2 separate regions of the Gasterosteus aculeatus genome follow, and region 1 is linked to region 2. A link is a contact called in public Hi-C data. All regions are on one chromosome and are shown on one strand. The core of a region is the stretch at or near the end of the contact, and the rest is flanking DNA. Distances in the headings are between cores, read along the strand shown. Region 1 overlaps dock1 (dedicator of cytokinesis 1). Region 2 holds the start of foxi1 (forkhead box i1).

What was found. A called contact is a pair of places that touch in the nucleus more often than the background predicts.
Region 1: a contact with region 2 is called in a Hi-C map of skeletal muscle, with 3 times the contacts expected there. The contact joins the enhancer-like site here to the promoter of foxi1 in region 2. A contact is called at or near these places in 2 of 6 Hi-C or Micro-C datasets (both in skeletal muscle).

What each region holds. Positions count from the first base shown.
Region 1 is chr5:11,202,087-11,207,743 of fGasAcu3.hap1.1, reverse strand. It overlaps dock1 (dedicator of cytokinesis 1), which reads left to right. Exons shown (of 52, transcript XM_040177593.2): 17 at 785-888; 18 at 1,339-1,522; 19 at 5,015-5,112. Among protein-coding and RNA genes, the nearest start is that of dock1, 31 kb to the left of the region's middle. Within about 2 kb of position 2,928, at least 1 of the 9 cell types and tissues checked has open chromatin away from gene starts, as enhancers often do.
Region 2 is chr5:11,102,934-11,108,699 of fGasAcu3.hap1.1, reverse strand. It overlaps foxi1 (forkhead box i1), which reads left to right and starts at 4,058. Exons shown (of 2, transcript XM_040177650.2): 1 at 4,058-4,818; 2 at 5,019-5,766. The coding sequence starts at 4,218. The coding sequence ends at 5,536.

The DNA of each region.
Region 1 (5,657 bases), core at 1,679-4,178, 100 kb before region 2:
GGATGCAAACCGATGAGGAGATTTATGCAGATAAAATGCGTGAGATACTCTGAGGAATCGCGTCTCCCTGCTCATAAATTTGAGCTTGTTGATCCGTGATGATGTATGTTGGCCTCTCCAGACGCCTGCTCCCAGGACAAAGTCATAACTCTCGCGCCTTGTTTACCCGCCGCTTCCCCTCAACGGACCCAAACGCTGTCGTACACGTGTGTGTGTGTGTGTGTGTCTTTTCCTCGCCCCCAAAGTGTTTACCGCCACCGCTTTGGGATCAAGTGCTGATTCATATGCTAACAGGAAGTGGACACATGGGAGATCTTATCCAAACCATGTGGCTTTAATATTAGTTATACGCTTTCGTTTTTAAATGAGCGAATGGTCTTTTTTTTAAGTCGGAATGATTGCTCTGATGCTACGGTCATCGGCTTGTAATTAAGCAATTTTAGTAATCTTTCATTGCACCTCCCACTTGCTTTTTGATTTTCACGATCCATTCACACTCATGTAAAATGAATGCTGACAAATAGATAAGAGTAGGTTGTTGTGCTTGCGTTTGGGATTAACTATTTATTTGTCTGACTGGTTTGTTTTTAAAGTACGCTTTGCAGCGCGATTTAAGACGCACACTTTTCATCTCATCACATATCACACGATTTGGAATTTAGCGAATAGTCACATGGAACAAAAGTTCTTATTTTCAATAAACAGGAAAATATGGTATCATCTGCTCCCACGTGCCTGTTTTTTTTTGTGTTCTAAAGTGTTTTTTTTCCCTCTTCACCCGCAGCCAAAGACAAATCGGAGAAGATATTCGCTCTGTCTTTCGTGAAGCTGATGCGGTACGATGGGACGACTCTGAGGGACGGCGAGCATGACCTCATCGTGTACAAGGTAAATGTGAAGCAGCCCATAATGACGCGGTTAGAAGTCGGCCCGTGGTGTTTTGGCTTTGGTTTGTATTCTTGTGACTTATTTCTACATTCCTACTGTCTCTGGCGAGCCGGCCCTCGTGGACCGCAGGTACGAGTACAAAGTGAAAACGATCTGTCTCATTAGTAGTTGCCGTGGTAACAGCTTCTCTGCTTTCTGTGGAGAATTGTTACGCATCCGCCTCTTCAGTGCAGTTAAATTACTTTCCAATTAAAATCCCTTGTATAAATGACAAGTTTACCCGTTATCTTACTTAGTAAGATTTCTCCTCATTCTAGTTTTCACTGTCGTTGTCAGTCAAAGTTCCATTCGCATACATCATCAGCCAGCAGTAAAACATCCGCAGCATTACAACAAAACGCTACATACAACAAAAACCGAACCTCGCTTGTCGTTTTCCTGCAAAATCAGGCGGAGGCAAAGAAGCTGGAGGACTCGTCTGTGTACCTCAGCCTGCCCGCTACGAAGCTGGAGATGGAGGAGAAGGGCTACTCCACCACGGGGAAAAGCGCCCAGAACCTGGGCAACTGTTCCATCAGCAAAGACTCCTTCCAGATCTCCACCCTGGTCTGCTCCACCAAGCTCACCCAAAACGGTACCTCCTCCTTTGCTTCACGTGGTCTCTTATTCTTTTCTCTACATGAACGCTAACCTTTTCCTGACCGCACCTGTGAGCGTTTCCTCCTATTCTGTCTTTGAAGGACGAATTAACAATGCACACTAACCGTACACCACTTAAGGTAAGACAAAGGGACCCGTCCTCCAGTCTGTGTCCCGCAGAGTCATTTCTCAAGGTGCTGCGACGAGCAAAGGAGGAAATTCCCACCTCTGCCTTCTAGCTAATGGATCGAGCAATTTGGCCTCATTTGTTCCTGCGCATGTTTATCAATCTCACCCGACTTTACCGTGAACCCTCCTGGACGTGTTGGTATTTGCAGACTGTTTTTAGCACAGTGGCGCACTCGGTGGGCATTTGGTGGAAAGCTGTTCCGCTGCGTGTGAGCGATGGAGTGTTCCCAGCTCGGATTTCACAAGGGTGCCCACACCTTCCCTTCTCAATCGTCTTAGTCGTTTCCTCGTGTTTTTATCCACAGTAACAAAAAGATCACTTTGAATAGTCCGGACAAGGGCAACGTGAAAGGACACGCTCGAATGGAACAGTCTGAAGCCGTTTGATGTTTTGCGTGGCCAATTTCTTTTCAGTGCTCAAGGGCGCTCAAAAAATATTCCATGTGTATAAAGCATGTTCATTTTATTCACGTGCATAATGCAATATAATCCCCCTGAATGTTGAATATTTGTGGTGTTGTAAAGTCAAGCCGGAGAAGATGAGCAGTTTGTCCATTAATTACACCAAAGTCCTCTCAAAGTTTTTAATGTTATTGCACCGCTTTACAGCTTGACGCCGCCCACCAAAACTAACATGGAAACATCCCTTTGACGTCTGTGAGCACCTCCGCAAATAGACGCGCAGCATTTATTTTTCTCTGAGGTGAAAACAATAATAGAGTAAATGAGGTTATAAAGTCCGTGCTATGACTGGGCCGTCGGGAGTTGCAAAAGTGTTGCAGCTTTGGAATCATCTCTGCGCTTCTAGTGATATTCTAAGAACCTACACTGGTGGAATTTCACCCTGACCTCGAGTGACCTCGGGGGGGGGGAAGCATTGGCATCTAATAGAGACCTGAATGAGAGAAAAAGTAGATCTTCCCTTGTTGCATTCCTAGATGTGTCCCAGATAACATTCACAATACGCTCTCGTAAATCCACAGAAATTAGGTCACAGCAGAACCCAGAACACAGTTTGTTTAGATCTATTGGAGGAGAATCTTTTGTTGCTGTGCCTAATGTTAAATTACCTTGTGTGGGAGGAGGGGAGGGGGGGGACGCTGAGTGTTGGTACATTTCCCTTCTGACGTGGAAGTTGTCGTTTAAATACATTGGCGTGTGCCCGCCTACTCCGCTCAGTGGGTGGTGATGTCACAACCTCCCCCTCCGATTACCGCAGATGGGGATTAAATGTCAGTAGCCAAACCTTTTTGTCTCAACAATAGGTGTATAGTATTTAACACAAACAAAAAGAAACCAATCCCCCCCCCTTTCCCCCACACTCTTTTCCCTTTCTCCCTTTCCCTTATGTGGGAGCGACTGGCAGCAGTGAGTGTCCCGGTGACAAGATTCAGTCCGCTAGAGCGACTCCTCTGCTGATATTTACCTGGCACTTTGAGGTGCTAATTTGCAAGGCCCCAGTAGGTGCAGAGGGATCAGGACGACTCGTTGGCACTGCACACTGAGTTTGATTAAATAGAGAGCTGTGTGTGTGTGTGTGTGTGCTTACGCGCACTCGCGTGCCTGCGTGCGTGCGTGGGTGCGTGCGTGCCTGCGTGTCTCCCACAGTGTGTCATCCCACGCCAAAGGAAAAGAGTTCTTTTAATAAATCAATGCAGAGCCGATCTCGCTCTCTCCGACGGTCTCTGCCTGCTTTATTAAAGCCTAGAGGCTTTTTTAAAATTTGCATCCAAGCCCACTCACTTACTTTAAATGTTCTTCATGGAACGTGTATTGACAACCGGATGGATGATTGACAATTTTTTTTCTATTATTCCAATAGAAAAGCAATTTTAATCCATTTGAATAGAATTAGGAATTCTACATCGTTACTCACAAACCAGTTTGATCTCTTTATTAAAATATAATATATATTCGGTCTCAGATTGTTTTGTTACTACTACAGAACAAATGGTAGATTCATTCTTCGTCCAGAACAATCAACATATTCATCCATAATGAAAATAAGCATTAATTGCCCACTCAACGTTTCACAAGACACCGACACCTCATCCCCGATCCCCACATCTGAGATGAAAAACACACTTTTTTTTTAAATTAAGCACGATTGGTGTGTGCGCCGGGCGCTTGGGTGAAGTGCTGTCTCGTCGCCGGGTATTCCCAGTGAGCTTCACTAAACGGATGCTGGAGGAGACGCGTAGATCTAATGGCAGCAGAGCTGTGAGTCCACGCTGCCTGGTGAAAGACAAATTAAAATCCTATTCCCATACTAGCTGGAAGGAGAAAAATATTGTATTAGAAGATATTCTAGGAGAGAGAAGTCGTGACTGTGAAGCTGCTCTGACCTCACTGTGTCCGACCTCCCTTCACTTAACTGTCCCTAAACTGTTAACCAAATACAAGGCGGGAACTATTATAGAAAAAAAAGCTATGACAAAGACTAAAAAAAACGCTAAATTGCTCGAATCGGGGGGTTGTGCCGTAAACAAACATTTGACTGGCAATAGAATGATGATTTCCACCTCTGTCCAGCTGCCAGTTTTGTAGCTGTTAAATTCGGCTGCCTTCTAAATAAGAAAAACATTTTTTTTTTTGCAAGATATTGTTTGTCGCAGGCGCTTCCGTGCCCACCCCCGCTAAACCCCCGCCTCACTGTCCCACGTGCTACTGCCGCTGTGGCCATCTCACAGCTGCGCCACAGTGATGATTTATTCACATCTCAATCCATTTGTCTCTCTGAGCGGCTTTCTTTTACACATATGACCCCTTGGGGAGGGGCGCTCGGTTTTGTGACAAATGTTTGATGGTCACCCCGAGAGAATGAATCTGCTACATCTGCATTTTTCTATAGCTGAGTCGATTAATCAATTATTAATCCAATGACTTTTAACTTTGTACAAAAACATCTGACTGGATGTTACCTTCAACAAATTGGACAGTTGGACAATAGGCCAACGGTGGTCTCGACGAGCGCTCCCCTGAGCGGGATTAATCGCATCATGACTCATCCTCTTGTGACTAAATTAATTTCCCCGTAATTAAAGTAAGCGGTTTAATCGAATGGCTTACGCCACGTTTTGGGAAATTCAATAAATGGCTTGTGTGAAGGGGTCGAGGGGGGACATCTCAAACAAATGGCCCCCACAACACCCATTTAATTCAAATGTTCAACCTTAATTGTCATTTCTCGCTGCCTCTCAATCTCTCCACGCCGAATGACCGTTGGCAGGACGTACATCCCGCCGCGCTGTTGTGCTAATGACCCCTTGTTTTATTTTATTTTATTTTTTTGTTCCAGTGGACTTACTCGGCCTGCTGAAGTGGCGCTCCAACACCAGCCTGCTGCAGCAGAACCTCCGTCAGCTGATGAAGGTGGAAGGCGGCGAGGTCGTCAAGGTCAGAGACTCCGGTGCAAAGCCCCCCCTGAAAAGAAATGGCCTCACGTTCCTGAAAATGTAGCTCCTCCTACACGGTCCACAAAGCCAACATGTACCTGAAACAGCTGGAGACACAAACCACCAAATCCTCCCGTGTTCCTGGAGGGCGGCTCTTCTTGGCAGCACTTTCACGAAGGCGCTGACCTGCTGTCACAAGTGTACGCAGGCCCTTAAAGGGCTCAGCGTGGGACAGGCGAATAAATCAGTCTCCAGATACAGTTTAGCATGGGCTGGTGGGGGGGGATTGGCAGCGTGTCCGGAAGAGGTCCTCCACCCAGACAGTTTTGATCAGGGCACATAGATGTGTCAACCACAGCTGGACCAGTGCATGACACCACAGGGGTGTGATTATTATTACCGGCGCATTAGCTCTCCATCTCTCCAGAGCTCTCCAAGGCTCCAATTACAGAACTCTTGGCATTTAAGAGGCAATTTATCAACAGGGTGTTACATCGCTACGGCCGTACGCTGTTTATTAGATACTATGCAGATGATTTGGATCAT
Region 2 (5,766 bases), core at 2,809-5,308:
ATTCTGTATTTTGAAATATGTTGCCTCCAAGGAGGCAGTATACCACGGCTGATGGATGGACGTTGTAAAGTTCTTGGTTTATTGAGGGACTCTGGAGGACGTGTGCATGAAGCAATGCTGCCCTCGTCTGGAGGATCCAGCTCATGCTGCCCGCCTCCATCGCGCTGCTCACACGAGTAATTACTTGACAGAGACCTCTGGCTTGCGTGGGTGTCATTTCAAGGTCAAATAAATAACCCTGACCCCCACCGTTACCCTACAGCACAAAATATACAGTGTTTCTTTGCACCGATGAACAAAAGCAATAATAGTTTAATGGATTGATGCATTTAGATGTATTGTGGCTTACAGAAATCCCCTTTTCACTGTGTGTATTTAAAGGATATAGCAGACAGCAGGTAGGGTACATACAACGGTGAGACCAGCAGCATCTGATCTCCGAGGATGTAATCAGGAGTAGAGGTGTAAATCTGCCCGGCAGAGGAGAGCGTGAAGCAAACGGCTTCCAGCAGCAGCAGCTGCTTGTATTTCTCCCCCCGTCCGCCTGCTGAACTGCTGGAGCCGCAGTGTGAGGGGCCACGCGGAAATTGGTCAGAGGGGACTGCACATGGAAGAAGGACTAATTAAGAAAGAACCGTGTTCCCTCCCTCGGTCCCGGCAGGTGGACTAATGCCCTGTGATGTGAGTATGCTGACGATAGTTGTTGTTGACCCAGACTCCCCCCAAAAAGATGTGTTTTACTTTTTCACTGTGCAGACTGGTGGTTGTAGTTTTATCTGTTGGGGGAAATGTCTGTGTGCTGATGTACGACATGTTAGTGGCATAACAAGATAATTGTGGTTTAATTTGTCACAGTGCGGCGCGGAAACTTGAAGCCTGCAGATGAATCACTGTTTTAGCGCTTGTTCCTCCCTCACTGAGAGCAAAACACTCGACGAGAGAACGAGCTCTCTGAAGACACCAGGACCGCAGAGAGCCTTCACATCTTCCGCCGCAAACTAAAGACACACCTCTTCAGACTCTACCTTCACTAAAAGACCAACAAATTGTAGCACTTAAATTGTGCTTGTAACGCCACTTATCTATAGCAAATTGTAAATTGGCTTGTTTGATGAAATTGCACTTTCTTGTTTCTTGCTCTTCTGACTTTGTATCCCTATGGTTGAAATGCACTTATTGTAAGTCGGATAAGAGCGTCAGTTAAATGACATGTAATATAATGTAGAAGGCATCGTCTGTCTAGGATTTTTCCCTGAAGGAAAACGTGTAATAATTTTGTAATATTTAGAATATTTAATTGTTGTATTTAAAATGTACAACACTGACATGAATCGTAATTTTAAGCTAGCTTGTATTATTTATACTTTAGAAGTATATTTCTGGGCAGAGTAGCAACATATGGATATAAATTACTCCTTACGTTCCTTTTTTCTTTTACACCCATATGATTAGAAACATCACTTCGGAAGTGTGATAAGAGATTCAAAGATAATTCACCGCTTTATACTGTTGGAAAGGTTTAAGGATGTGGCATCATCTCCGGCTGTGGCATCTAGGCCACTGCCGAGGAGTGAGCTTTCTTTCAAAGTATTCACCAGTTTTTATTGTCCCATGCCTCTCTGCATTCATTAGCACTCAAACTGCGTTTGTGTTTTCTTTGTTACCGTGTTCCACCACTGGGGGGAGACTGTGAGCAGCACCTGGCTGCATGCAGGGATCATTTTGTTTACGCAGTCAGAATTAATGACTTTATCGAGGGGGCCTCTCATGATGCCATTGGCCCTAACAGCATTTAATAATCTGCTAATTACACCAACAGCGGATGTCAAACACATACGGCCACATGATTACAGCAAAGGTTGTACGCAGAAAACAAACCTTATCAACACGGAGTGTCTGTGTCGATTGGGTTTGGCTATTATCCCAGCGGTGCAATGTGCTAATAGACGATGTATACTAAATGGACAGGTAGCAGACGTGTGGCGGGTTGGCCCCCTCACCTGCAGCGGTGGGTTTCTCTGTGCCTCTCAGCCTGAAGGGGCCCGTGGCGCTCGGCGCTGCTTCTCCGACCTCGCCGGGATTGACTTGATCTCCTGGAGAAAAGCTCCCATGACCTCAGCGAGCTTGAGGAAACAGGGGACGAAGACCGACATGACAGAGCAACAATAGACCCCCCCCCCTCTCTCACACACACACACACACACACACACACACACACACACACAGTGAGCACTTTTTGAATTATCACTTGAGGTTGTTGAGCCACATTTGACTTAATCTGAGAGGAAAGACAGGATGGACAAACTGTGACTGGTGGCTGCTTAATTAACTCTAATATTAAATAAAGTAAGTATTGCTAGTTAAATGAAATAAGTTCTGTTTTTCTCTTACAGTAACAAGTCAAAGGGACCCCCCATACCTTGGCAGCACAGAGGTCCCACTATGTGCTCATTCGGGTGTCCGACTGAGCGGGCTCATCGTTTCAGATGCAAGCGTCCTCTCGGCAGTAATTAGCTGTACCGGGAGTGACACCCGACAGGTTGTGCTGTTTTCATATGGGGGGTTAAATGCCACAGCCTCCCCCTGTGGAGTCCGTCGCCTGCCGCTGCTGTACAGCCTGTGGTGGTCGGGACAACACCTTGGAGCCAAACAATTACACGAAGGTCATGGAGAGGAGGAATGTTCTGGCGATTAGTGCAGCAGTCCGGCTGCAACCTGCAGGGCCACAGCAGCTCTTCACCGGGGGGACGACCACCGGGGCGACGGGTCAGCTCACATTCTGGATGCACTCGTTGAGTGCAAGAGCAGCATGTTTTCAAAATAGTGTATCACACACAGTTGATTGCATGCCGTAACAACTTCATGACGTGTAGTAATTATTATTATTATTATGTGTTAATAGATTAGAAGAGTGGGAAGGTTTGTAGAGCGACTGGCATCTTCTCATTCCAAACTCGCACCATTTGCCTGCCAGTGGTCGACACGTCACACGTCACAGCCGTTTTTTTCCTTTGACGGTTATGTGTAAAATCAGTGTAGGTAAATGTAAATCTTTGTGAGCGCCATGCTTACTGTATACAAACGTACTCCACAGTGGACGGGGGTTGATTCCATTTTAATCATAAAGTCAGAGAAGCACTTTTATGGGATGCAGATGATTTGGTGTCTTTATTATGTTTCTCCTATTACCTTCCACAGTAGTTAAAGGTCCCCTTTTTAATTCTAAATGTTAATGATCTGGACAATTTAAATCCCAATTTGACTGATCTTTATAAGAAGCTGAAATTTTAAAAAAGAAAAAAATATTGTCATTTGTCATATTGTGATTTTTTTCAAATAGCACTCCTGTGCAGTCAAAAAATGGTAACGACGAGGCACATCATTGTCTTTGGGAACCTGCTGGGTGTTTCTTCCACGGGTCACTTGTTGACATTAAACTTCCGGCACTTAGGAAGCGTTTTTTTTTGCAAAAAAATTTCTTTCAAGAGAAGGTGGTTCTTTACTCCACGACAACTCGTGCATCATAGTTGACTCTATATTTTTTATCAAACCTTTTACGACCTCATCTACATGCTGGTAAAATGCATTTTAGACATTCATTTATTTAATTTTTAATTTAATTTATTTAGATTGACGGTGATCTGAACGTGCCAGATATACTTATTCATCAAATTATGAAATAATAGAAATTATATCACGCAAAAAAAACATCCAAAATACATATAGAAACCGTAAGGGTTATGGATATTTACTTTACGATATTTACTAAATAATAGTGCCGTCGATCCACGTGTTTATTCAAAGCCGATTCTAAATATACAGAAGTAATTACATTACGTCATTTAGCTGACTTACAATAAGTGCATTTCAACCATACGGATACAAACCCAGACAAACAAGAAAGTGCAATTTCATCAAAAATTCAACCCAAGCTCCGGTGCGCATTTACGCACGGGAACAAGTTGCAAGTCCCTAACCGACTGAGGTAAGTAAAATAACATAACGCTCAGCATGGCAGTTAGAGGGAGTATCGTGCCTCATTGATAGGGAAATCTGGGTCAACATAGACAGAAAAGAGGGGTGTGACCATCCCAAAAGTTTTCAATGGGCTACCTGTAGCGCCGCGCATAAATACTCCTCCCTCTGAGGATGAGTCCAGTCCTGAGGGAAAGACACAGAAACCAGTTTAGGTATTTGGAATCAGCTCGAGGTGGATTATGAACGCGTTTGGACACCAAGCATCGAACCAGCAGACCAGCCCCATTCAGCCCCACAGCGCGCAGGAGCTCCTGGACATGGCCGTGTACTGCGACAACTACGGTGTGTACCAACAGAACCTCGCCCACCACCACCACCCGCAGAGGCCGCCGGCGCACCCCACCAGCTACGGCCTCGGAGACTACACCTCCCCGTCCGCCAACCCGTACCTATGGCTGAACGGACCGGGCATCAACTCCTCTCCTTACCTGCCCGGGAACAACGGCACGTCCTACATCCAGTCGGGATACGGGTCGAACCAGAGGCAGTTCTTGCCGCCGCCCAGCGGGTTCGGCGGCGCGGATCTGGGCTGGTTGTCCATATCCAGCCAGCAGGAGCTCTTCAAGATGGTCCGGCCGCCTTACTCCTACTCGGCGCTGATCGCCATGGCCATTCAGAACGCGCAGGACAAGAAGTTGACCCTCAGCCAGATCTACCAGTACGTGGCGGAAAACTTCCCGTTCTACAAGAAGAGCAAAGCCGGCTGGCAGAACTCCATCCGCCACAACTTGTCCCTGAACGACTGTTTTAAGAAGATGGCACGGGACGAGGACGACCCCGGTGAGTCGCAATGAACCTGCTTATAGGCAGTGACATGTTGCTTTTTTATTGATACAACTGTTGCATTTTTTAAATTTAATATAGTGAGTCTAATCTAAGTTAAATTTGAAAGATTAACCCCCCCCGGTTCATTTTGGATGCGGTTCAATTGAAAGTGTTGTCAACCGTATTTAACCCCCCCTCTCTGTCTGCCCACCCAGGCAAAGGAAACTACTGGACGTTGGACCCCAACTGCGAGAAGATGTTCGACAACGGGAACTTCCGGAGGAAGCGCAAGAGGAGAGCCGACATCTCCGCGTCCGACGGCTCCGCGCCGCCCGTCAAGCCCTCAGACGGCCCGCACAAGCTCTCCGACACCGGCAGCCTCCTGAGCTCCCCCCCGCCCAGCCTGCACGGATCCCCGGCCTCCACGGAGCCCAAGTCGCCGCCGTCTCCGTCCTCCGCGGGGCACGACAGCCCGTGTTACAGCAGCTTCGTGTCCAGCGTGAACTCGCTGCTGGCGGGCGGCGAGGGGCCCCGGGCCGCGGCGGAGCGGGACTACGGCTCCTCCGGGTACCTCGGGGGGGGGCTGTCCGGACCGGGCTCCTACTCGCCCACTTTAATCGCCCCTCTGAACTCTGACAACAACAGAATGAACTATTACACGTCGGTGCAGAGCCTCAGCAACCATTTTAGTGTGAATAACCTGATGTACAGCCGGGAGGGGACCGAGGTGTAGTCTCACTTCACGTTTACTCTTTGTTCATTATTAGTCATTTTAGGGGTTTGTAGGCCTCAGTAAAACTAGCACTGGAATTGAACTGTTATTTCCTTTTTCTTCTTTACAACAACCCTTTCTTTTTTGGGAACTACCGCTTCTCCAATACGGTTTGTCCAAACATTTGTAGAAAAATTCAACCCACGGAAATCTATCCTTTAACTCATGGATATGTTTGTGTTTTTATATGC